2 separate regions of the Larimichthys crocea genome follow, and region 2 is linked to region 1. The links are chromatin contacts, called in public Hi-C maps. All regions are on one chromosome and are shown on one strand. The core of a region is the stretch at or near the end of the contact, and the rest is flanking DNA. Distances in the headings are between cores, read along the strand shown. Region 1 holds the start of ciroz (ciliated left-right organizer protein containing ZP-N domains). Region 2 holds the start of pex14 (peroxisomal biogenesis factor 14).

Region 1 (2,664 bases), core at 70-2,569:
ACAGACATCACATATTGTAGATTTACCTGTTAATGTTGTGGTTGGGGCATCAATCCATTCTCTTTTCTGAATGGAAAACACATTCCTTGTGACAAAACACTGTAAAAGACTGTAGAAAAGAATACAAAATTTAGCTTATATTTGGAAAACAGTGAAAATACTTTATGTACAAGTTTATTCTACTCACATAGCTCTTAGTAGGATGCCAAATCTTATCTGACCCATGCCTCTTCCACTGATGACAACACCCGTGTGCGCTCTGACCCTAACCTATTTGTAGGTACAGTTAGAGGGATGATGTCACTGGGGAGGGGAAAAAAACAAAACAGGTGTGTTTGCTTTGACACGTTAAAAACAAGTGACAAAAAAGGTCACAAAGAATGATCACTGTCTCCAGTATGTGTGACAAAAAGGGTTTAAGGTAGGTGTAGAGCCTCTAATTTGTCAAGGCTTTCTTCATAAAATAATTTTTGATGATTTCAACCCAGTTTGCTTCATTTATTTCATCTTAAGTAGCTTTAATAATTTAATAATGATCTCATGCCATGCCACAGTATCCTGACATATTTTTTTTGGAAATGTAGGGGTCTCCACTAAAATTTTAAATAAAAATTTAGCTTATAGGCATTGTTATAAAGTTGATAACAATAAGGAATAATACAAGTTTACTCTTGTAATAGCAAAGTATAAGAAAGTTTATGTTTATCAGTTAGTATGCAAAAATAAATAATAGTCGAGGGTTTGAACAATTTGTACAAAATATGTGTGTCAATGTAAAATAAAAAGACAAAAATATAGAATATAATATAAACTAAACTAATATACTACAGAGAGAAAACCATAAAGAGACTGATCGATAAAGGTACTACTTTATCTATCAAGAATAAATCACATTGTCACAATTATTTCATGAGGTAAAGAGGTAAAAAAATATATTTGATTCCAATTGTATGGGCAACAGTATTAAATACATATATTATATAAATATATATTATAATATTTATTTAATATAAATATATTAATACGTTATATTTATTTCATATAATGTGTAAAATCTATCTATATTAATCATGTTGTGTTTATACAGTGTTTATACAGTGTATTAAACACAATATAATTAATTATATTTTTAATATTATTTCTCAGTGCGCACCTTTTGTTTGGGCTTTTAAGGTGAACCGTTATGTCTCGACTTCAAAGGGTGAATAAGGAGCTTCAAACTTTGCTAGTTGCAAGTTTTCAAACACGACACGACGAATAAAGTTAACCACATACCGTTTACGCTATTTTTATGACAAGTTAAGCCACGGCCGGTGATCTAAAGTCTAATCTAGTCTTTAAACGTGTTCAACTTTAACTTTTGGCACCCCCACAAAAACTAACAGTGCGCCCTCCCAACCAGATGATGTCATCCCTTGAAGAGGCGCAGCCATTTTGTTAGCTAGCCTGAGGTTGCAGAGGTGAGCCCCGCACGGCTGCACAGATTATCCTAGTTTGACCATTTCGTGTCTAAATTTCAAGGGATAAGGTCGCTTGTCGATTTTGCTATTTGCGTAAGTTTTCCGGCAACGCGCCCGTAGACGAGAGGAGCCCTCGCGTGTCTGTTGTCAATGAACACAGCGCGAAACTGTGTGGTCATTCATTTTTCAGGCTGTCTCGAGTTTGCTAGCTCGTTAGCTGGCGGGCTAACTTGTTTACGCGTGCCGCGAGCGGAGAAGAGCACACATCCATGACCGCGAGCCTTTTAGCTGCTGGAGACTTGTTGTAGAGTTGTCGGGGAGTGAGCACACAGCTTGTTTATCTGCCCTTGCATTACAGTTGCGTCACCCAGCTAACTGAAGTAACTTCAGCCAGGATCGCCGCCGCTAACTCGTGTGCATCGTGTTTACCCGTAACCCGAGCTCCGTCAGCTCACTGCACTCGGGCCAGAGCTGCTCAGCCCCCCTCCCCCTTCAGAGACCATGTCGGAGTTGTACATTCGTGTGGCTGAGGATGAAAGCGAAGAGCCGATGGAGATCCCCTCGGAGGACGACGGCACTGTTCTGCTGTCGTCGGTAGCGGCACAGTTTCCAGGGGCGTGCGGGCTGCGGTACCGGAACCTGGAGTCCCAGTGCATGAGGGGGGTCCGGCTCGTGGAGGGTGTCCTGCATGCACCCGAGAACGACTGGGGCAACTTGGTCTATGTGGTCAATTACCCCAAAGGTGAGGCAGGTGGTGGGTGCTACGTGACTTGAACTGTTCCCATCTTTCATAATATGTGATATTATTCCCCAAAAATATGAGGTAAACACCTAGGTACACCGAGCTAACTAATGCTAATGCTATCTAATGATGCTTTATTCTTTGTCCTCACTGCTGCCTGTCAGCCCTGTCCAAGTGTTTCTAATCACAAAAGCTTATTTATTGCCAACCAAGTATAGAAATAATAGTAGAAGATGTAAATAAATGTACAATATGTTTAGTCAAATCTTTGGTTATAAATGTAAAATATTGGGATAACTCTCAGTATAGTGCAAAACAATTCAACAGCACCACAGATGCCTCCAAAATTGAATGAGTACTTTTGTGTTGCTTGTTGTGTTATGCTGCATTCATTTCAGCTGGATGTATGTCATAAATTTGCCACATTAAGAGACGTTCCTGTTTTTAATATGACAGTGCCCC
Region 2 (2,664 bases), core at 98-2,597, 270 kb before region 1:
TATCCTTTAGACTAAAGTAATCGAGCGTCGAGCAGCCTCTAACAGTAAAGTATAAGATATATACACTACTGCTGTATATAACTCTTATGCTGTCATTGAAGAAAAAAGAAGGTTAATGGTTTGGCTTTCAAAATAAATATCTCACCACCTCATTTTACTATTTTATCTTTGTCCTCAAAATGATGAATAATGTTGTTAACTTTTGACCTAAACATCAGTTCATAAAATCACTTTTTTTTCTTTCTTTCTTTTTTTTTTTTAACTTTTGTCAAGTGAAATCAATTCTTCATTCCACAATTGATTCTCTAGAAATATGAGTTTTTATTCATTTGAGTAAAAACATATAACAGTAGCAAACAAGGGATAGGAAGATTGCATCGGTATTGCATTGTGGCTCTGAAGGAAACAACTCAGTTAATTATTGGATACATCTAAAGGGACATAGTGAGAAGTTTTGGAGAGTTGCTGGGAAAGGGGGAAAGAGCAGAAAACAAGTTTTGGGTGGGTTGGGGAGCGTGTAGCAGAACAACTAAAGGTACATCAGACAGAATTTGGTCGAACTGTTCTGTGGACTCCGAGACCAGAGTGGATGACACAAGAAGCATGTGTAGACTTGGAGATGTGGAATATTAGGGGAGAAATGAAACAGCAGAACTAGTCCAGGAGTTTTATATAGAGACAGAAATTATGTGGAGTATATTGACATTTATACAGATGGGTCAAAAGAGCCAGTAACAGAACGAAGGGGGGCAGCAGTGGTGATTCCCAGTCATCAGATTACAGTTTCAAAGTGAGCATCAAACTTTTTAAGTGTATTTGCAGTATAATTATGTGCAATATTGTTGGCATTAGAATGGGTGGAAGACATTACAGGCAGAAAAATAGTCATCTGAAGTGAGTTAAGCATCTAAACTGGATCAGTCAGCACACCAGGAGTAAGAAATAGTTTTCATGTGGATTCCAGCACATATAGAAATTCAAGGAAATGGAAAAGGGAAGCAAGATTGCAAAGAAAAGAGGAGGTGGGAGGAAATCAGAGGGAGGAAAAACAGAGTTTTTTAATTAAGCAGTGGCAACAATACTGTGAGAATCAGACAAAAGGGAGAGAGACATCTACATAAAATACAAAACGAAGTAGGAGAGGTAGGATGCAGTGGAGATAGCAGGATAGAAATAAGTAAGTAAGAAAGTAAGTAATTATGGGTAGAATAATAACAGGACACGGCAATTTGAACAGTACACTTTTTATTATAAATGCACACAATTCTTTGCAAACATCCAATTGGGCAATGTAGCTGCGGAGGAAGGGAAACAGTGGAACATGTAAGAGATTAAGAAAAAAAGTGTGAAATCTAGGTAGGGAAGATGTATTCTGAGATATTTGAGATCTCAACTGGAGTAATTAAAAGAATATAATGAAGCAGTGAAGACCAGGGGGTGGCAGTAAATGCAACGACACGGAGGACAGCTGCAGTTTAAAACCCAAAGAAGGAGAAGAAGATGGCATCCACCGACCAACCTGATCCACCAACACAGGTTTATGCAACTACAACTTTCACCTTTTAATGTCCACACATGACAGTGACCTCCCGGAGCGTGTTTCTGTCTCCAGACCCTCGGATGAAACCATTTCACTTAAAGTTATTGTTGTAGCCCGGCTAGCGGAGGGTTAGCATGCCTGCTAGTTAGCACGCTAGTTAGCTCCTGGCTGTTTCCAAAGTTTCCTCTCAGACATCGTGTCGTTCAGACACGAAAGGCCAAGCTGACACTCCTGTGCTTTACCACACGTTGCCAGAACTCGGCTGTGGCTTGTTACCTACTAAATGACCAAATGTGCGTGCTTCTCTCTGACCATGAAGCCTCGTCTCTGTCTTGTTGTGCACAGTTCATGGTGAAATGTAGAAAGGTCACGGCTAGCCAAACAAGCCTGGCTGTTGTTGACAAGCATAGAAAGTTATGCTTCATATAGCTCGACACCTCTGCTACATGTGCGCTACATTTACATTTACGTGCATACAAACTGTGCTGAGCAGAGTTAAAGCTGCATGGGACAGACATGAATCATTCAGAGGTGAACCTAGTGTCAAATAAACACAGAGACAGGTGGAGCAGGAAACAAAGTTGAGGAGCTGAATTCATGCTTCACATGCATGATAAACATTTACAAAACATTTTACTAACTACCTGCCTAACAATAGTGCATGAGCAATATATATATCTTTCCAAAAATATCTATACCTTTTTTATAATGCATGTATCCATTGTGTGTTGCTATTTCCTTTACTGTTAATCTCAAATTGGGCTGAAGAGAGCTAGACTAATGCAGTGCATATGGCCAGTTTCAGTGTGATCTCACATTTACATAACTAGTTTTAGTTGCATGCAGGAAATGATCATGGACTTGTCCAGACTGACAAGTTGCTAGAGGTTTGAGGCTTTCAAATATAAGATGTACCTCAAGTGTTGAATTAATTTCAGTAGCATGAGTCTGTGAGGTTGATAGATGAATAACAATATATTTAGATGGATAGATTTGCTCACTGTAAATGCTATCCCAACCTTGCTGTATTAAATCCACAGAGCCTCTGTCCTCCACTAGATGGCGCTCTAACACAAGTGTTTGTTTATCTTCTCAGCCTGGCCTTCTACCTGGAGATGATGCAG

The links. Hi-C and Micro-C count contacts between places; a contact is called where the count stands out from the background.
Region 2: a Hi-C map of muscle shows a contact between it and region 1, with 5 times the contacts expected there. The contact joins the promoter of pex14 here to the promoter of ciroz in region 1. A contact is called at or near these places in 3 of 7 Hi-C or Micro-C datasets (all in muscle).

The regions. Positions count from the first base shown.
Region 1 is chrXV:18,487,944-18,490,607 of L_crocea_2.0, reverse strand. ciroz (ciliated left-right organizer protein containing ZP-N domains) reads right to left here and starts at 1,319. Exons shown (of 12, transcript XM_019254443.2): 1 at 1,154-1,319; 2 at 188-303; 3 at 27-109. The coding sequence starts at 225. It overlaps tardbpa (TAR DNA binding protein a), which reads left to right and starts at 1,450. Exons shown (of 7, transcript XR_002041567.2): 1 at 1,450-2,202.
Region 2 is chrXV:18,757,339-18,760,002 of L_crocea_2.0, reverse strand. pex14 (peroxisomal biogenesis factor 14) reads left to right here and starts at 1,347. Exons shown (of 10, transcript XM_019254445.2): 1 at 1,347-1,536; 2 at 2,637-2,664. The coding sequence starts at 1,501.